2 separate regions of the Arachis hypogaea genome follow, and region 2 is linked to region 1. The links are chromatin contacts, called in public Hi-C maps. All regions are on one chromosome and are shown on one strand. The core of a region is the stretch at or near the end of the contact, and the rest is flanking DNA. Distances in the headings are between cores, read along the strand shown. Region 1 holds the start of LOC112751250 (F-box/LRR-repeat protein 3). Region 2 has its middle 13 kb from the start of LOC112751258.

What was found. A called contact is a pair of places that touch in the nucleus more often than the background predicts.
Region 2: a Hi-C map of leaf shows a contact between it and region 1, with 3 times the contacts expected there. The contact joins the enhancer-like site here to the promoter of LOC112751250 in region 1. A contact is called at or near these places in 4 of 8 Hi-C or Micro-C datasets (leaf and an unstated tissue).

Annotation. Positions count from the first base shown.
Region 1 is chr2:92,592,054-92,599,427 of arahy.Tifrunner.gnm2.J5K5, forward strand. LOC112751250 (F-box/LRR-repeat protein 3) reads right to left here and starts at 2,311. Exons shown (of 7, transcript XM_025800329.3): 1 at 1,387-2,311; 2 at 742-873; 3 at 516-620; 4 at 1-428. The coding sequence starts at 2,049.
Region 2 is chr2:92,624,856-92,632,716 of arahy.Tifrunner.gnm2.J5K5, forward strand. No RefSeq gene overlaps it. Among protein-coding and RNA genes, the nearest start is that of LOC112751258, 13 kb to the right of the region's middle. Within about 2 kb of position 2,421, at least 2 of the 3 cell types and tissues checked have open chromatin away from gene starts, as enhancers often do.

The DNA.
Region 1 (7,374 bases), core at 1,061-3,560:
GAGAGTCTTGAACAACGAGAAATGGACTTAAGACCTTCATCGTCAATTTCATTATCTGTTAGGTCAAGCTCCTGAAGTGAATGGCACTTCTGTCCAATCAAGATAAATGCTTCTTGTGAAACTAGAGTGCACGACTCCATTCTGAGAGATGTGAGATTAGTGCAAGAATTCGCAATGCTGGCAATGGAGACGTCAGTTATCTTGCGGCAGCACGTGATATCAAGCTTCCTCAAATCTCTGTGTTTAGACACAAGAAATGATAGAGCTTCATCCGTCACTCCCATGCATTTGCTTAGACTTAGTTCCCGAAGTGAAATGCACAAATTTCCAATGGCCCTTAATCCAGCACAGGTAACCAGGCAGCCGTCTAATACAATTGATTGCAACATGGAGAGTTTACTCAAACCATCAGCAAGAGCAACAGTCACCTGGAAAATCAAATAACAATTAGCAACAATTGAAACCATCAACCCCAAGTATTGAAAACAAAAAATTTACCAAGATATAACAATTACAGGAGAGCCATCTGCCAGGATGAGTTGCTCCATGCATCCAGAAATACTTGTTAACTTGGCCAGACCAACATGACTAATATTTTGACAACCTTTGATATCAAGTTTCTGCAGAAGGCAGCAGGTAGCAAGTTATATCAAGAAAACAAGTGCATAGTTGAAGAGAAGGAAAAATCAATAGTACACCAACTGATGCAAACAAATGTTCCATCTAAAAGAAAATACATACCTTTAGCGTCCTGCACCCTTGTTTGAAGACATCGTCTGCAAGGCTGTCATCATCAATGCCATAGCATCCTTCAAGGACCAAATCTTCAAGATGTTGCAACTTAAATATTGATTGCAGGCATTTGTCTGTGATCTGCACAACACAATAAACAAATTAGACAAACAACATCAACCAGATCTTTCTAAAAACCTATAACTCAATAGGAAAAACCCACCCTACATTCAAACAGTAATAAGTCAATTTAATATCAAAAGAACAGCTCAAACGCTATATACTATTGATGGTATCTAATATTGTTGTTTCTCATAATAAACCAATAAAAAAACTAACTGGAAAACCAATTCATTATTTTTGCTTTTCATCACTAACTTATCCTCACATGAGCTGCTTCAGTTTCAAATACACTTGGTAACACCATCAACAATGATTAATGAGTAATAGTAATAATTCACGGATTCCAATTCCAAATATACATAAAAATAAATAAATCAAAATATCAAACATGTGGAAGTCATTAATCCATCCCGTAATTTCAATCACCATCCAATTTTCCATTTTTGTTGAATCAAAAAACAAATAAAGACGACACATCATAATATTAACTATTGAACCAAATTAGAGACAAGAACAAGAACAAGAACTCACAGGCAAATAGGACAGATCCAAACTCTGAAGGTCCTTGCACTTGATCGCAAGCAACTCAACCCCCAAATCACCAACACCAACGCACCATTTCAAGCTTATCAACTTCAGCTTCCTGCAACCCACCGCTATACACCCGATCCCCATGTCCGTAACGAGCTTACACCTAGCCAGCCACAGCTTCTCTAAATTCTTCGCACGCGCCACCGCCGCCGCCGCCGCGTCCCTCAGTTCCGTCGCGTTCGACAAATCCAGCTCCGCCAAGTTCGGGCAGTTGACAACCACGCTCGTCAGCCCCGCGGCGGTGAAGAATCTCGACCTGGAGAGATCCAGTCGGCGGAGCGCGTGGCCGCACGCGCCGGCTAGCGAGTTGAGCGTCGGATCAGTGACGCGCGGGCAGAGGGTTAGGTCGAGGTTGGAGAGGTTCGGGTAGCGTGTGAGGAGGCGCGTGAGGTTGTGGTGGTCGGAGCGCAGTGGTCGGAGGTTGCGGCGGTGGCGGGATTCAAGTGAGTGGAAAGAGCGGCAAACAAGAGCGAACGATTTGAGCGAAGATGGTTGGTTTTCGAGGAAATCGAGGATTATGAAGATGAGTTCTTCCGATAACGCATCGAAGGGGTTGTTTCTACCGTGGTCCATAGTTGGGTGGAGTAGTTTCTGCTTCTTCATTATTTTTTTTTTTTCCTCTTTTGGTCCTCCAAAGAAAAAAAGAGGAGAGGAAGAGGAAGAGGAAGAGAGTGAGTTGTTTTTGTTATAACGGTTTAACAGAAGATTTATTGCTTGATGATTGATTTATTGGAGACGATGGAGGAAGATGGGTGAGGTGTTTTGTTATAAGGACTAAAATGCCCCTATCAATCACTTGTCATCTTTTATATTTAAGACTAAATAGAGCGTTGTGTACCTGCCGGGCTTATCTATCTACACTTTCAAATGACAAAAGAGTCCCTTGTTCCCTTCTATTCCTTTCCAACTTCTGTTGCTCCAAGTCAGGTGCCAGGTACAACCTAGTTTAACATGTAACATTCATTTCAGGATAATTGCTAATAATTAACTTTCATATGTTTTAATTTTTTATAACAATTAATATAGGTTGGATTTATTTATTAAAAACGTATATACATATCAAAAATTAATTATCGTATCAATCGATATATTTTTATGTATAAATATATATTATTTAAATTATTTTTAATATATATTTTATAGTAATAATTAATTTAATATTTAATTTTTTGTATACACCGTATACGTAGTATAATTATTAATTATAGTATTTTTTAAAAAATTAATAACTTTTATAGGGCAAAATACTAAAATAAGTCAAGGGGAGAAAATTTTTACGCAAATCCGCCAAATCAAAATATGGTTTATGAATCAACCAATGCATGTTCATATGTAGTTCGAATCAACTAGATTCGAACTCGATCTACACATAATTCGAATTATGTTGCTTCGAATTATACACAAAACTCACACACACTAATTCGAATCAATCTGATTCGAATTACACACATACAATAATTCGAATCAGGTTGATTCGAATTACACCCTAATTATTAAAAAAAATAATTTATTAAAAAATTTATTAAAAAAATAATAATTGAAAATTAAAAATATATATTTTATTTCATACATTAAAAAAAAGCTAACAAAATATTTAATTACAAGACTTCTTTAAAATATTAATGAGCTATCAATTTGAATTCCATACAATACTCTTTTGTCCATTTTTAATAGCTCATGAATATTTTTTATAAATTTTTTTTTAAATTATATGGTGAGATATTACATGATTTGAATTACGCATGGGAAGTTCAATCACTCTGATTCGAATTATATGGTGAGCAATTCGAATTCTATACAATACTATTCTGCCCATTCTTAATAGCTCATGAATATTTTTTAATAAATTTATTTTAATTATACTACAAAAAAATATTTTATTCTATGCAAAATAATTTAAAAAATGGCTTAAAAGATGTTTGGAGTACTATAAAAATTTGTAATGACTTAGGACATTAAAGAAATACTCTACATACTCGATAATAATTTAGAAATTAAAGAAAATATATTTTTATCATGTATTTACCTAAATCACTAGAATATTACAAACTTTTATAATACTCATAATATTTTTTAAGCCATTTTTTTAAAATTATTTTGTATAGAATAAAATATATTTTTTAATTATTTTGGATGGAATAAAATATTTTTTTTAATTTCTAAATTATTATTGACTATGTAGAGTATTTTATTTAAAATTTGTATACATGCATATATTTACTTAAGTCATTAGAATATTACAAATTTTTATAGTACTCCAAATATTTTTTAAGCCATTTTTTAAATTATTTTGAATAGAATAAAATATTTTTTTGTGGTATAACTCAAATAAATTTATTAAAAAATATTCATGAGCTATCAAGAATGGGCAGAAGAGTATTGTATAGAATTCGAATTGCTCACCATATAATTCGAATCAGAGTGATTGAACTTCCCATGCGTAATTCGAATCATGTAATATCTCACCATATAATTTAAAAAAATTTATTAAAAAATATTCATGAGCTATTAAAAATGGACAAAAGAGTATCGTATGGAATTTAAATTGATAGCTCATTAATATTTTAAAGAAGTCTTGTAATTAAATATTTTGTTAGCTTTTTTTTAATGCATGAAATAAAATATATTTTTTTAATTTTAAATTATTATTTTTTAATAAATTATTTTTTTAATAATTAGGGTGTAATTCGAATCAACCTGATTCGAATTATTGTACGTGTGTAATTCGAATCAGGTTGTATAATTCGAAGCAACATGATTCGAATTATGGTTGATTTATGAACCAAATTTTGGTTTGGCGGATTTGCGTAAAAATTTTTTCCCTTAGGCTTATTTTAGTGTTTTGCCCTTTTTTATAGTTGTGAAGAAGAACTCAAAATTGATTTTGAGTAGCAAATTTTTTTAATTTTATTCTAAAATAAATCTATCCGACAAATAACAAAATGTTTACTTTTTTATTTAAAAATAAAATTAAATTTTACTCATATAAATAATAAATATATACCAAAGAATATATATTTAAATAATATTTTGTTTGATAAAACAAAAGAAAGAAAAAGTGGCAGTACAATAATATATAGAACGTTACTAACTAGAGGAAGGGTATTTTGGTCAGATACGGAAGATAAAAGCAGCCGTACGGAGAAGGACAGGTATGGACGGAAATAATAAGTGGAAAAGCGGGAGGGTAAGAAGGTAATTTAGGGGCTAGTGAGTGGCTTTCATTATCTGATGCAGATGACATATGGTGGAGGACTATATGAGGAAGGACAGATTCAAGTGCGGCCAGTACGATGGCCAGGACCATTCCTTGCCCCATAATTCACACTAACCTTTTTTCTACTTTTCTTACTTAAATTAATTATTTATTTTTTAAACAACTTTTTCTTCTTCTTATCTTCCTTATATTCTATTATTTATATAAAATTTCTTACATGTTGTAAAATAAATTATATCATGTTATTAACAAAATTTGTATTTTTTAGAAAAATAATAACTTTTAAATAATTAATTAAAATTTAATGAAAAATTGTTCAATCAATATTTTAAATAATAAAAGTTGTCTTTGAAATTAGGTTTTGACAACATTAATATACACAAATTTTATTACAAAATTTAATTATCATTAATGAAAATAATTATCTATGACATATTAAATTAATAATTATATACTACTTACAAATTTAGATAACATGTATGAAATTACAGTCCAAATCTAAGCGCAGTCCGATGGCAGATAAACAGATTTAAAAGCAATTATATATATAGAGCAGAATTTTCTTATTGATTGTAAGAAATGTTATTATATAAAAGATTTTTAAATAAAGAAAGAGAAAAGGTTGCGAAAAGTCCAAAGTTTGAAAATAAAAAAGAATTGCCGTACTTATAGGTGGCCTTGCATAGTACCTGCCTGACTCAGATAAGAACAGTTAGAGGGGGAAAAAAAGCTTTGTGGTGGGTGGTGCCATGATTATGAGAGAGAGAGAGAGAGTCAAAATTCCACAACAAACATAGATCAGAATTTTAGGTCAGGGATGTTGTGGCTCATAAACGCACTAACCTCCTCCAATTTATTTTCAACTTTCTTTTTAAAAAAAATAGATTTTTGAGTTTTTGGCTCGTCAATATCTACAAAAAATCCAGACGTATCCATACTTAGGTTTAATTTGTTCTATTTTAAAAGTCTTTTTTATGTGTATATTTGTATATCGATCAGATTAATACAATAAAAATTATGTTTAATTTTTTTGTTAGTTTTGTCAGACTTAAATAAATAAAAAGATCAATATGTCTAAATTTTGAAAAGGTTAAAAATTTATTTTTTTTTATGTTTAATCTATTTTTTGAAAAAATAAATTTATGCTGTACAGTACTACACTTTTTTTTTTCTGTTGATAATGTGAGTTTATGGTAGATGGATGTGATAGTAATATTTAGATGACCTAATATTATTGTTATCTGAAAAATAGATTACCCCAGGACCGTACATATTACTACTTTGGGTATTTATCTTCCATAAATAGCAGGTATGACTCTCTTGGGTTAAAAATAATTTATATGGTATAAAATTGAGTGAAATTCTCAAAATGGATTTTTTTTTTTTTTAATACGGATAGGGAATTTGAAACTAAGGATATCATTGATTTTTACTCTTATGTTTGATATTTTTGTTTAAGTGAAAATCTAAGTACAGTCAATTTTAGATGAAATAGATAACTGAAAATATTAGATAATTTAATTGATTTGTAAATAATTTTTTTATAAATTTAACCCAAAAATATTATGTACATATTAAAAAATTAATTATTAAATTAGTCATTATATATTTATATATAAATATATATATTATTTAACTTATTTTTAATTTTTATTTTATATTTTAATATATATTTTATACGGATAACTAATTTAATAATTTAATAATTAATTTTTTATATATACATAACTATGAATCTAATTATATACTCCTATTTCAAAATAATGATTATTTACTACCGTAAAAAGGTAGAAATTATTTTTTATATAAAAAAATAAGTGGTGTTTTTATATAATATTATCATTTAATTTGGAGTATTTTTTAATATTGTAGATGTGCTAAAAAATTATGTAATAATTTTCTACGTATACTCTTACATATTAAATAAGAAGATAACACGTATTTAACATGCACTTTTCATATCAAATAAAAAAAAACACCTGTCCAACCCATACTTTATATATTCTCTACACGATTGTACTACAATTACACCAAATTAACCTATTTTCACTCAAATCATCCAAAACTTTTTCATATCTAAATTGTTCACCGTAAAAAGGCAGTTATGTAAAATCGGAGGGAGTAATATAATCAATATTTGTTTGTTACTATTACATAATTGATTGAGAATATAAAAGAATCGCATTATACAAAAAATCCAAGAACAACCAGGGAGTGCGAATATGAAAGGGGAGGTTATAACTAACAATTCATATACAATTCTTTTGTAGTTAAATCGTTGCACAATTATACGTTTTCTGAACAAAAATAATAAAATAAGAGAAATATTAAGAAATTAGTAAATTTTATTATTTATAGTCATCAATTAACTATTATTAATATTTTTAATGATATAAAATTATATCTAATAATATAAAATTATTATTTTTTTACTAATTAAAGACTTATCAAATTTTAATAAAACTGTTGAGTTTTTAGACTTTCTTATAAAATAAAATCAGAAAGATATTAGTATTGATATATAATATAGTATTTTGATAATCTCTATATGTGGGAAGACACGCTAAATCTTTTCTACGTTATTAATATCAAATACATGTGGATGCTATATAATGATATCTAACACTTGTGAACATGTGATCAAGATCTCTTCATCCAAAATAGGATGTTTGGGTGGAAAAAGTTAGGTACCAATTTTAATATCTTATATA
Region 2 (7,861 bases), core at 1,171-3,670, 33 kb after region 1:
AGGTTGGTTCGAACTCCTTTTATAGCCGAAGTATGAGAAATTTGAAACACCCTAATTCGAATTACTATTAGAGCAAAAAATTGAGTAATTCGAATCACCCCAATTCAAATTACCTTGGAACGCGTGTGTGGGTGTAATTTGGATCACCCTGATTCGAATTACTGTGTGTGTAATTCGAATCAGGTTGATTTGAATTAGTGGGTGTGTGCGTGTGTGTAATTCGAATCAGGTTGATTTGAATTAGTGGGTGTGTGCGTGGGTGTAATTCGAATCAGTGTGATTCGAATTACATGGAGATTGAAGTTTGAATTAGGGTGATTCGAACTATATAGAACTGTCTCTTGGTTGATTCATGAACCAGTTTTTAATTTAGCTGATTGGTGTAAATTTCTCCTCCCCTTAGCTTATTTAAGTGATTTGCCCAAAAATTTGTGCTATGTGCTATGTAAATAAATTTTATACTCTCCAATAAAAATTTTTATGCTAAAAAATGCAAAAAAAAAAAAGAAAAACGACAACATATGCACATTTTTTTTAGACTTATACCAACTTAATTAGATTTAATTTTAAAAAAAATTGTACATTTAACATTACCAATAAAAAATTACACAACACATAATTCTTTCCCTAACCTATAGCTTAAAATTTTGTTTGAAAATTAAATTACACATACAATTAATAAATTGATTTATTAAGAATGTCAATACTATTTTCTCATCAAAGATTTTATATTTAAATTATATCTTACGATATATCAATAATCAAGTCACCTCGAGCAAAATAAATATAAATTTAATAAATTTTATATAATAATTATTTTAAAAAAAAATTTGCATATCATAATTATAAGAACTACTCCTTATAAATAAAGTTAGAATAATGATTAGAAGACTTTTAATTTACCTTTTAATTTTTCAAATAACTAAATTATTTTAAAAAATTATCTTAAAATATAATTAAGCGAATAACTTAAGATTTAAGAGTTTCTATCATTGTTCACAAAAATTGTAAGCAGATTCTGTGGAGATATTTGCATATTTTGAATTTTTGATGCTTGCATGTGAAAGAGAAAGTCACATCAATCTTTTCTTCCGTACCTATAATTCATATTTCATAGCCCATGGTTTTTGGTGGAAAGGTATACGTGTGTTTCTAATTTGTAGTTCTCTTGTACATTCTTGTTTTTTTCTTCTCTGTGTTGTCTATTTCATACATAATAATTATACAACAATGAATCACGTTATTTCTAAATTTCTGAATTTCAATAAATTAAAATTAATAATAAACACATATAAATGTAAGGTCAGATTTGATTTTTGGCAAAGTATTCAATGAGGCTTTATATGGTAGCCAACCTCATTGATGAGATTATAAAGAATATTGCTGAGAGTGTCCCTGTATTTATTGGAATTTTTTCACACAGATATATAATGAATGATGCTACACATTTACAATATTGCCTGTAACAGTTGCAAATGAGAATGAAAATCATCTCTTTATACATCAATTGCATTTTGTTTCCAAATCCCAAAGTCTCATAATTTTCTTGTATACATATAGTAAATTAGTAATGGATACTCTAATCTGTTATTTTCTTAGATTGTTGTAGAATGAGTAGTTTAAATGTATCAAATAATAAAATCTTGGGAATATTTCTTGAATGTCCCTCTATGGTTTATAATATGAATTTATACCAAATTTTTATATCTGAATTTTGATTTAAGTTGTCAAAATGGACTATTATTTCATTAATAATCTCATCATATTGTTTATATATATTTAGAGATCCATAACTCACATTTAACATCTTATATCTCACATGATTAAATTGTCAAAATAGGTTTATTTCATTAGTAATTTTATCATATTGTCTATATATATTTGGAGATGACAATTTGCATCTAACATCTTATATCTCACATGATTAAATTAATAAAATAAGCTTATTTCATTAATAATTCCATTATATTGTCTATATATATATTTGGAGATCGATAACTCACATCTAACATCTAACATCTTATATTTTATATGATTAAATTGTCAGGATGAGCTTATTTCATTATTAATCCCATCAAATTGAGACATAAAAATGTAAATGTGTAATATTTTTCATATATAATATTGGCTGAACTGATGCCAACAAATTTTTAATCCATGGATCTCATAATTGATATTTAAAAACCCACCAAAAATAGTCATATCATTTTTTTGTATGGTTTCGTTCCAAAATCTCGACCATAAAAAAAGAGAGGGCACCAACCAGTGCCAAAAAAAATTACAACAGAATTCAACTTTACACACAAAAATCAGAAAAACATCAAGATCCAAAGAAACATAAAGATTGAAAGAAAACACTATACTAAACTACTACAGCAAGTCCAAAAAAAAAAAAAAAAAAAAACTACTACAGATTCTACACTCCTCGTTTCTTAAGGTTCCTTCGACATTGCCATTAAGATCCAAAGAAATAAGGAATCACCAATAATAACCTGCTATATAATTAATTACTTTGAAGTACCATGTATTAGTAGCAACTTATTGATACCACACTTATGTGCCACTTTCATTTGATTTTGTTATACTCCTCCATTTATTTATGTGTTTAAACTCATTTGCATTAGCTTGTTTGAATTGCAGCGTCTCCACACATTGCAACCAGTTCAAGAATTTGTTCCTTTGGAATTAATGTCTTTCTTTGACGTCCACTGTATCATCATATAATTTATGGAAAGGGTTAAAGTTTTAACTTTTAAGTTTTTATTTGGTTTGAAATTAACATACTTTTTTACATTGAACACATTATTAATATTAAAATGAATTTATCGTATCATCATCTATCAAAAAAATTAGGAAGTAAGATTTAGGAGTAAGGTTAAAATTTAGATTTTAAATTTGGACATGATTTATAAAGTTTGTTTGTTTTTTTTCATTTAGGAAATTAATATCGCTATATTTACCTACTTGAATGAAATTCTTTTATTTATTATATTTATACTATTATAAAGTTATTCATTTGTAATTTATCAATAATTTGAGGTGTACGATTTGTTACGAATAGGATTATTAATACTTTTAGTTATAAGGTATAAACTTAGTTTGCAAACCTTTATTTTTTCTTAGGAATACATTGATATTACTTTTATTATTAAATTTTTAGGTACAGATTTAGTTTATATCTTATTTTTTTATTGAACAAATTAGTATGATTTTAATTTACTTTAAGATGTCTCTCTTTATTAATTACGGAATTAAGTTAAATGATTTAGGAATAGGAGGAAAATCTAGGTGTTAGGGCATAGTGTCTTGGACATAGTGTCTTGAATACATTTCAATACTATCTTGCTGGCACTCAAATTTACTCAATTTTTTGAGTTAAGATTAAGTTAGTCTATTTCTCAGTACTTAGCAAGAAATTTAAAAACCTAAGAGAATATAAGAAAAAGAAAACCAAAACACTTTATTGCTTAAGTGTTTATTACAAATGACTCACACATACAAATTCTAATTCTCACCCGTATTTATAGTCATCCACAGTGACAGACCAGAAAATTTATGTTGGGGAGGCAAAAATAATATACATTATTATCAAAAGATATATTAATCTAAATTCAAAAAAATAAAAGTGCACATTAATTATTCGAATAAAAAAAATAAAAAATTACATATAATAAAATAGAACGAAAGATATTTTTTAAAATATTTTTTTATTATTATTTCTATAAATAAAAAATATATATTCTAAATTTGTAAATTAATCAATTGATTTTAGAAATTTATATGCAACATAATTACATATAATAAAGTAGAACGAAAGATAAACAAATAATAAGGATCACTAAAATGAGAATAAAATAAAATATATAAATTTATAAAGAGAATAAAAAATTAGATTAATACCTAAACTATAATTGTTTGAATTATAATTTGTAATTGAAAATATCAAAAAGAGAAACAATAAAATTGAAAGATATATAGAGTCATAAAAAGTTAATTTAAAAAAATAGAGAATTTAAAATTTATTTTTTGATGAAAAAAATGACCACTAGAGAAATAATAGAAAAAGAAGGTTGAAACTAAGAAGAGGATTTAAGAGAATAAAAGAGTGATGATGACTGAAATTTGAGAATAAGAGAAGACTAAATTTGATTAGATTAACTAATAGTCAAAATGATAAAAAGATAAAGTGAATTTAAGACTTTAAATAATTGGAATAAATTTATTTGTAATAAAGTCACTTAAAAATTAAAATGGAGGCACATGTTATATATGTATATATTTAAAAAAAAAAGAAAGAGTAGGGGCAAATGCCCCCTAATTAGCGGTGGCAAAACGAGTCGAGTCCACCGGGCCGATCCGCTAAACCCGCTAAAAAGGCGTGTCGGGTTAGGATTTGGAGCCCGCCAAATTAAAAAAATCCGTCAAACCCGCACCGCCAAATTGGCAGGTTTTTGCGAGGCGGGCGGATCGGTCCACGGGGTCGAAGCTTTTTTTTTCTTTTTTTTATTAAATAAAAGAGTGATTACTATTATAAAATTAATAATTATAGAATTTTTAAACATTTTTTCATTTTTTATTTTTATTCTTCTTTTAGTTATTAACTTTATTTATTTTATTTTACAATTTCGTATATATGTTCAAATTATGTGACTTATTTTTTAAAATAAAGATAATTTTATTGACAAATATTATTTTGAACAATTTTATTGAAGTTAAAAATAAAAAAATAGTAAAAAAATTATATTATAATTTGACTATTTTTTATTTGTATTTTATTTTTTAATTATTATTTTTTGGTTAATTTTAATGAATTTTATTTTTCAAAAAAAAAAAGAGTCAAGCGGGCTAGCCCGCCAACCCGCCAATCCGCCATCAAGCGGGGCGGGCCGGTCCGCCCCGTTTATAAGGTGGGCCTAGGCGGGCTGACCCGCTTTGCCACCCCTACCCCTAATACACCACTTGGGTCCGTTTCTGGTCACCCACTTTCTCAATGGATGGTTAGAACTAAATCTAATCAACGGTTTAGATTAATCATCTATAACCTTTATTATAAATATCCATCATACCACAACTTTATAAATACTTTTAGATTATTTCATACTACTCTTCATAATTCTATATACATCTACACTCTTCTATAATACTTTATGATTTTTCAGAGTATTCTAGAATTTTTTTAGAATATTTTGGAATCTTCTAGGATATTTTAGAATGTTCTGAAATCATCTAGAGTATTCTCAAACACTCCAAAAAATTATACAAACATTATTAAATTTAACCTTCTAAAATTTACTGTGACAATAGAGTTAATATTACTAAATTATCTTTTTTTATATTATATTTATACTATTGTCGAATTTTTTATCTAATGAGAAATTAAAATGTATAGTTTACGAGTATAATTGAAGTTTTAGATTTTAAAAATATTATATAATTTGTAAATATAAATTTTTATTCAATAAATTAATATTCATTTTATTAATTTTAATATATTTTTTTAAAATTAATTTAGGATGTGGCACGCTAATGTATGGATTCTTCTACTAGTGTTGCTAGGGACGGACCAGGTGGTGCATTAGGGGGGCATTTGCACCCTTTTTAATATATATATATATATATATATATATATATATATATATATAACACATATTTTTATTTTAAATTTTAAATAACTCCATTATAAATAAATTTATCTCAATTATTTAAAATTTTAAATTTATTTTATCTTTCTATCACTTTGACTATTATTAGTTAATCTAATCAAATTTAGTCTTATCTCATTTTTAAATCCCAACCTTCATCACTCCTTTATTATCTTAAATCCACTTTTTAGTTTCAATTTTTTTTTCTATTTTTTTTTCTAGTGGTCATTGTTTTTCATCAAAAAATAAATTTTAAATTCTCTATTTTTTAATATAACTCTTTGTGACTTTATATATCTTTCAATTTTATTGTTTTTCCTTTTGATATTTTTAATTACAAATTATAATTCAAGCAATTATAGTTTAGATATTAATCTAATTTTTTATTCTCTTTATAAATTTATATATTTTATTTTATTCTCAATTTAGTGATCCTTATTAATTATTTGTTTATCTTTCGTTATATTTTATTATATGTAATTATGTTGCATATAAATTTCTAAAATCAATTAATTAATTTACTAATTTAAAATATATATTTTTTATTTATAAAAATAATAATACAAAATATTTTAAAAATATCATTCATTTTGTTTTATTATATGTAATTTTTAATTTTTTTATTTAAATAATTAATATATATTTTTATTTTTTTAAATTTTAATTAATATATCTTTTAATAATAATTTATATTATTTTTGTCTTTCCAATATAAATTTTCTAAATCCGTTACAAAATATTGTCAGTCACAAAATCAAACACATGACCTGACATTACGTTAACAATGTAAAGGCTTCATAACAAGCCCATTTACATATATTGGACAAAACTTTGCCTCAATAGCCCAACATAATATAGGCTCTGCTAACGCTTCCAACACGACTTTTTTATAGTGCACCATGAAACTACGTTCTAACCGATCACCACAAAATACAACGAATCAAAATGATATTGGACTGAAAATATATAAATAGAAATAATGTGTTTAAAGACATTAAATTAATGGGTCCATCATGGATGTATACAGATTTTTGTCTTTTTATGATTTAAAAGCGTATCACTAAAAGTATTGTTTAAAGAGAAAGTGTTACCCTTAATCGTTAACTTAGCTCTGATACCAATTTTTATAATGTAATTTCTTTTTCAAAATTTCTATTAACTCTTTATATTTTGTTTCGAATAAGTTTATAATTTGTATAGATTTGGTTGGTGATACTTTATAATTTGCAATTTCATAATCAAATATATTGACCATTTATACTATTACTAATTCTGATTTCATTTTTATAGTTTTTCAATCTTGTTTTAGTTTATAATATTCTTTTTTGCATGGATTATTGTGTATAAAATCTTTTATCTGTTTGTCTTTTTCTTTAATATAATTTTTCAAATCCTCAAAAATTTCTTTTATTTCTACACTTTCTATTGTTTCTAAATATCTTTTTAATTTCTCAACTTTATTTTCCATTTTTTCTTTCAACAGCTTTAATTCTTTTAGATCATAATATGGTGTTCCAGGCATTTATAAATTTTTTAAGTTTAGCTCCAACTTATTTATATTTGTTCTTATTTCTATCCTTTTTATTATAAGGTCATTAATTTCGAACTGAAGATTATTTAATTCCCTTTTATACTCCTTTATTTTACTTTTTAATTTTTTCGCCCTTTTTCTTTTTATTTTGTTTTCTGGTCTTTCAATCTTTGTATACTTCATTATTTATCTTAGAATTTCTGCAAATTCTATCATCGATTCATCACTATTTTCTAGAGATTCTATTAATTTTTCTAACTCTTCAACTTCCCCTTTCAATTTGTCATAGATTATTTTTAGAGCTTCAAATGCTCTTTGATTTATTTCAGAAAACTGTAAATAATTCAACCGATTTTCTCTTTCAAAGAGCTCTTGTTTCTTGTCTTGATAGGTTACATATATTTTCTCTTTATTTATTGTCATAACTTAGTGTTTAGGGTTTCATTTAATTTTTCGACCTTTTTTGTTAATTCTTTTATTTCAGAATTTTCTTCTTTAATTTTTAACTTAGATAAACTTAAAGGGCTATTAATTTTGGATTCTCTTATTTGAAAATTCAATGAAACTAATTTTCCTAATGGTTCTTTTAGTAAAAGAACTGGGTTTTCAATAGCTTTATATTTTGGTATTTCTGTCTTTACAATTTTCTGAAATAATTCATCGACATAAATTCTTTCTCTGTTTTTAA